2 separate regions of the Sus scrofa genome follow, and region 1 is linked to region 2. A link is a contact called in public Hi-C data. All regions are on one chromosome and are shown on one strand. The core of a region is the stretch at or near the end of the contact, and the rest is flanking DNA. Distances in the headings are between cores, read along the strand shown.

The links. A called contact is a pair of places that touch in the nucleus more often than the background predicts.
Region 1: a contact with region 2 is called in a Hi-C map of alveolar macrophages, with 2.4 times the contacts expected there. The contact joins the enhancer-like site here to the promoter of XPO7 in region 2. A contact is called at or near these places in 3 of 5 promoter capture datasets (fetal liver, fetal skeletal muscle and liver), 22 of 47 Hi-C or Micro-C datasets (adipocytes, alveolar macrophages, embryonic fibroblasts and 14 more) and 2 of 2 datasets of contacts at active chromatin or transcription factors (alveolar macrophages and skeletal muscle).

What each region holds. Positions count from the first base shown.
Region 1 is chr14:6,248,443-6,251,527 of Sscrofa11.1, forward strand. It overlaps XPO7 (exportin-7), which reads left to right. Exons shown (of 28, transcript XM_021073572.1): 6 at 120-224; 7 at 2,020-2,185; 8 at 3,069-3,085. Among named protein-coding and RNA genes, the nearest start is that of NPM2, 39 kb to the right of the region's middle. Within about 2 kb of position 1,704, at least 4 of the 83 cell types and tissues checked have an H3K27ac peak or open chromatin away from gene starts, as enhancers often do. A contact at or near this core is called in alveolar macrophages, omental adipose tissue and retroperitoneal adipose tissue, where this site is marked.
Region 2 is chr14:6,186,320-6,189,621 of Sscrofa11.1, forward strand. XPO7 (exportin-7) reads left to right here and starts at 1,721. Exons shown (of 28, transcript XM_021073572.1): 1 at 1,721-1,833. The coding sequence starts at 1,816.

The sequences.
Region 1 (3,085 bases), core at 454-2,953, 62 kb after region 2:
AATGTATTTTGGTATTTGTGTTAGTTTTATTGAAAATCTTGTTTATTTGCATTCTACATGAAAAAAATTTTTCTTTGCAATTAATTCTAAAACTTGCACTGGTTTCTTTTTCTGCACAGGCAGACACCACCCATCCTTTAACCAAGCACAGAAAAATAGCCTCTTCTTTCCGAGATTCATCATTATTTGATATCTTCACACTTTCCTGCAATTTACTAAAACAGGTGAGATTGTAAGTTGGGTTCTCCCTCCAAGTTCCTTGTGAAAGGATGAGAATAAGTGGGGACCTGTTAGCTGTCAGCTCTTCACTGACCCCCATGAGAAGTTATGCACCACCTCCTTAATCCTCATCATCAAGTAATACCTCTGTCCAAGATGTTGAAGAAACTTGCCAACAAAGAGAAAGAATTGAGATTTCCCCATTTCACTTCTGTTCCCCTACGTAAAGAGCAGTAAGTGAACACTTAGCTCATGCTCTTGTCTTAAAGGAACAAAGTTTGAGATTTTTGTTGTTGACTTTTTTTATATTCACATAAAATCTTCCTATATGGAGTAAAAGCATCTTAGTTTTACGGTGTTTGGATTCTCAGTGCTCTGAAAGCAGGCTGAGACTGCATTGTTAGTGTACTAAAACTAGGCCGGCTTCCCTGTCCCCTGCTGAGTTACAGGCAGCAAATAAACAAGCAACATCTGTAAGGATAAGTAGATTTTGAGTTTTTAACATCCGTTTAGATTTCATAACCTGAAGGAGGAGACACTATCGCATAAGGAAATTGCCTGTTTTAAAATAGAAAGTTGGTGTTTTGATTCATTTATGGATAGACCTGAACTGAGACATGTTAACCAGTGAGTTTGACACATTTATAAGAATGTTTGGATGCTTTGTCCCTATAGAAAGGCAAATGGAATTAGCCTCTGGCTTTTTGTTCATTTGGGGTTTTTTAATTGTTGTTTTCTTGTTCTTGTTCTCATTTTCCAGTATGTCTCAATTTTAGTGTTAGAAGCAAGTTTGGATTTTTCTTTTGTCCTGGTTAATGATGTCCATCTTTTCCCTCAGCTATGTAGTTTTACTTCAGAATTCCCCAAAAGTCCTCAGTTTTGGCAAGCTGCCTCGCAAAAGCTGTTGTACCCCCTAGAGGGAAAAAGCTTTTGAGAAAACAGGATTGAATTCTGTGATTCTATCAAAAACAATTAACCAGCCAGTCACTGAGGTCACCGCTGGTATAAATTTGACTTTGATAGACACCATAGCTCTAGACTACCATTGAGCTATAGGCAGAGATACTGCTGATGAATAAGTACAATTCAGTGGTGATTTTGTTTTAATTTTAGTTTGAAAAATTTTTGTTGATGCTGGAAATAGTAATGTTAAAAAGAGGAAGGAAGATAGGGCAGGGTATACTAGAACTCCCTCCAGAGTTTAGTCCTGTCCCTGTCTAGAAACAACAAGGGTCTCCAGGAGTTCCCATTGTGGCGCAGTGGAAATGAATCTGATCCGTATCCGTGGGGATGTGGGTTCTATCCCTGGCCTCGCTCAGTGGGTCAGGATCCAGCCTTGCTGTGAGCCGTGGTGTAGGTCTCAGATGTAGCTCCAATACAGTGTGGCTGTGGCTGTGGTGTAGGCTGGCAGCTGTAGCTCTGATTCAACCCCTAACCTGGAAACCTCCATGTGCCACTGGTGCAGCCCTTTAAAAAGTTAAAAAAGGATCTCCATGCAAATGAAGTAACCATATATGGCCACAATGTCGACAGTGTGTGAAGAGTAAGTGTCAAAGGGGCATTTCTTTAAATACCAGCTTCCTGTTTTTATAGTAGAAATGTTTTAATAGTAAAAAAGGAGCTAGGATTTTCATCATGACATTAAGATGGTGGAAGTGCAGCGTCTTTCAGGAGAGAATCATCTCTTGACTATGTTGAAATATCGTCTTCCTTTTCTGGCTGAGCAGCTTTCCTGTGAGTCCAGTAGCAAGCTTGGAAGAGAGGAGTGGTTGGCGTTCATTATGTGGTCATTTTTTACAGGCTTCAGGAAAGAATCTGAACTTGAATGATGAAAGTCAGCATGGCTTGCTGATGCAACTGCTTAAACTCACTCATAACTGCCTAAACTTTGATTTCATCGGCACTTCTACTGATGAGTCCTCGGATGACCTGTGCACGGTACAGATTCCCACCAGCTGGAGATCAGGTAATGCGGTGGCACCGTCTGAAGCAGACCAGACCATTGCTCCACTCTACTTGGCATCTGCAGGCGGTCCAAGGAACCTCTAGCAATTCCCTTGGTTGCCCTTAGAGAAAACTTAGAATGTCGCTATGGGTCTTTACAAAGTCAGGGAGAAACTGGGAGGAATCTTACAGATCCCCTTATGGGTAGAACTCTGGGCTTCTGACAAATGTGAGTTTGACCTTGCATTGATCACCTAGAGACCTCTGATATCTTACTCATTTGAGGGAATTTCTAGCTTTAAAAAAACAAAATCAAATAAAAGAAACTTGTACTTGCTTTTGTGTTCCTAAGGATAAAAATTCTTACTGTGAAAAGAGTCCTGATTGCCTTAAATTGTTTGAGAATCAGAAGAATGCAAATGTTTGTTGGAGCTAAAAACTAGTGCTTTTCTAATTAAAAAAAAAGGAAAGTAAAAAGCCCATATTAGCTTATCACTTCAAAGGAAATAAACATTCTATAAGATAAGAAAGTAGGGGAGTTCCCGTCATGGCGCAGTGGTTAACGAATCCTACTAGGAACCATGAGGTTGCTGGTTCGATCCCTGGCCTTGCTCAGTGGGTTGACAATCCGGCGTTGCCGTGAGCTGTGGTGTAGGTCGCAGACGCTGATCAGATCCCACGTTGCTGTTGCTGTGGCTCTGGCGTAGGCTGGAAGCTACAGCTCCAATTAGACCCCTAGCCTGGGAACCTCCATATGCCATGGGAGCGGCCCAAGAAATGGCAAAAAGAGAAAAAAAAAAGATAAGAAAGTAGGAAGATAACGCTCCTTGATGAATGCACAGCACTGAGATATGCCAGTTGCGTGGTGCAGACATACTCAGTAAAGTGCTCTTTTGTCTTTCCAGCATTCTTAGATTCTTCA
Region 2 (3,302 bases), core at 471-2,970:
CTGGGTTTTTAGTTTGCGCAACTGGGTAAATGATGGTATCATTTACAGAGAAGGGGGAGATGGGGGAAACAGGTGTGGGGGAGGGTTGGATTTGGACCTGGGCCACAGGGAGCTGTTATTTCTTTTTTTTTTTTTAACTTTTATAATTTTTTTAAATTTTTTCCCACTGTACAGCAAGGGGGTCAGGTTATCCTTACATGTATACATTACAATTACATTTTTTCCCCCACCTGGGAGCTGTTATTTCTACCCAATCAGGAAAGTAGGGGATAGGAAGACTGCCATTGCAACTCCACTCCAAGAAGATACCAAAGAAGAACCTGACCCTGACCCACCTTCCCCTGCCCTCTACCCTCAGGGAGCTAAGAACAGGACACTCAAAAGTTGCTGGAAAACAAAACCAGAAAAATCCTACATCTCAGGGTCTAGGCTTGCCAGGAACAACAGTCAAAAAAGCTCTGCCTCAAGTCTTCTATTGGCAGAGCCTAACTTGCATACAGAACCCTAGCTGCAAGGAAATCTGGGTAATGTAGTTTTTAGGTGTTCTACCTCTAAATCAGGAAGACACACTCGGAGGAGGAGGAAGATTGAAGTGAATGCTGAGTACCCGTCCCCTCGATCCACAACGGAAAGTGTATGTCATTCACTACTATCATCATTTCCGTCGCCCGTGGTGGCTCCTAGTCCATACAAACTTCAAACAGCCAATACTTTTCAGAATCCAGCTAAAATCTAATTGGGGGCCTTGACTGGAAGTCGGAGGGGAATCCAGTGGAAAACAGGAACCGGCATTATCTGATACAGATCATTCCTAGTGGGAAGACTGGAATTAGCCTCAGCAGGCAGGGCCTGACCTGATCTGACCCAAGGGGATGGCTTTCACACTCAGACTGAGCCCAAGGGTCCTAAAACCCCTTTAGGTCTCCCCCTATCACCTCCCCCAGCTTCCGACCCCTCTCAGCAGGCAGCCTACTGGTTAAGATAACAATCTATTAGGGAAGATTAGAACCATGTCTTCTGCATGTTTCCATGAACATCGCCACTATTTGGTGGCTATTTCCATGAATGTTTACCGCAAAAAAAGGACAGAAATGAAAACAAGGAGATCACGATTCGGGTTGCTGGTAAAACCCAGGATCAGAGAGCAATGGCCCCTGTCCACTGGAGCGGAAAGCTAGAAAGACACAATTTCGGCCGCCGAAGGCAGTGAAAAGCGAAGAATAACGCAGGCGTCCTAAATAGTGGGGGGTTAGGTGGCGAGCGCACCGGAAGACCCCCCCGGTGTGTGGTGTTACAGCAGAGGCGCGGCGGCAGAGGGAGAGGGGCGTTCGGGGGCACGTTCGAGGACACTCGGGAAGACAGGAATCCGCCAGGTGCAGGGGTCTGGGCGGGGACAGGTCCCAGCCCCTTGAGGAGCCCTCTCCAAGCTGATGAGCGAAGGCATCTCCAACTCCCGGGGCAGCGCTTGCCCGCCAGCCGGAGCGAGCACGGCCCCTTTAAAAACCATGTAAACAAAGCTTTGTTCCCCCCGGCCCCCTCCCCTCGCGCCCCCGGGTCCGCTCCTTCCTCTACCCGCCCCCCGCGTCTCCGGGCCGCTGACGTTGCGGCGCCTTTACGCCGTCCCAACGGCGCTGCGCATTCTCCAACCGCGGCCCCGGCCGCCCGGGCCTGCGCAGCCGGGCGGCGCTACGCCGCGAGCGCAGCGCGACAAGCCCCCAGCGCGCAGGCGCAGCGGCGACGGCGGCGGCGGCGGCGGCCCGGCCGAGGTGCGCGCTGGGGGGGAGGGGGGCCGGAGAGGAGCATGAATGGAGCAAAATGGCGGATCATGTGCAGGTGAGAGGAGCCACGGGGGAGGGGGCGGCCGCGGAGAGTGGGGAGTGGGAGCGCACGGGGCCCAAGGGGCTCGGGAAGGCTCGGGACTCGCCCGACCCGCGCCGCCGCCACTCGGGGCTCTGGAGCCGCCGCCCGTCCCGGAGCTCTGGGGCCTTTCCCGCCTCCCGGGCCGGGGGCCTCCTCCATCCCCTCCCACCCGGTCCCATGCTTCTTGCGCGGGGCTGGAGGTGTAGGAATCGGCGCCCCGGCGGGCACAGCCTACATCGCTTATCAGCGACTGTCTTTCTGTTGGAGGGAGGCCTCCCGCAAGTCCTCAGTACCCCCCAAGACCGGGAAGGGAGGGAGACCCTTTGCCCACTCTTTCCGGAGGGGGACTTCCCCGTCACACCCGCCAGCCCTAAACAAATAACAAAAAGAATACCTCACGCTGATAAACCTACCGAGTCTTTCCCGCCGCCTTCCTCTTCACGCCCCCAAATACTGGAGACCCCCCCCTGCGGCCTCCTTCCTCCTCCCACAGATGCGCCCTTCACCCCACTCCTGATCGTATAAGCCTACAGGGCCGAGCGCCCCAATCCTCCAAAATGGGTGCTCAGGCCCGGGCCCGCCCTCCCTCCGGTCCCCCTATCCCCGGTGAAGGAGTTGAGTGCCCACACCTCCTCCGAAACGCGGGGTGGAGGGGGTGTGTCTGAAGCGAGAGATGCAACGTTGGGTGCCGACGTTGCTCCGGAGGGTCCTGATTTGACTCCGGAGCTGCCCCGGGCGTGCTTTGGGCCCAGGCCACTTTTCTTCAAAGATATGGCACAGGCCTTAGGAAGAGACAGCCCATACTGAACCGAATAGTAGCTGGAGGGGTCAGGGTTATTTCTTGCAAACTCGATAAAGTTTTTCCTCTGATATTTTTATGACAGTTATTATTACAGATATTGTCTGAAACCTTCGGATTTTCAAGGTAATCGTACATGTTTTCTGTTGGGGGAAGTAAAAAGTAGAATAACAAGTGTCGCCTTATTTTGCATACTATGTAGTTAACATTCCTCACGTGAAAAGGATGATCTTATTCCCAACATTATGTCTATAAGAACCTGTAGTGGAGTGACTTGTATCAGTTTCTTTGGTTGGGAAGGGGCTAAATAAATTCTCGGGCCAGGGATCAGGAGAGTAAATCTTTGGAGCAAGGGGTACAAGTTATCAGGACGGGAATTATATCAAAAAATTGTAACCACAGATGGAAAACCACAAGATTTGTGTTTTAAAGCCAGAATCGTGGCCTAATTCAGAAGCAGCATTAACAGTTGTTACAAGCTGATAATAATAATAGCACCTTGAGTTTTATAGCAGCCATTTCTAAGAAGCATGAAAGAGTCTTATGTGATTTTTTTTTCTTTAATTCTTCTGTCCTAAAAGAGTAGATAGGCGAGAATTACATTTGTCATTTTGAAGAAACAAACCAAAGTACAGAGCTGATA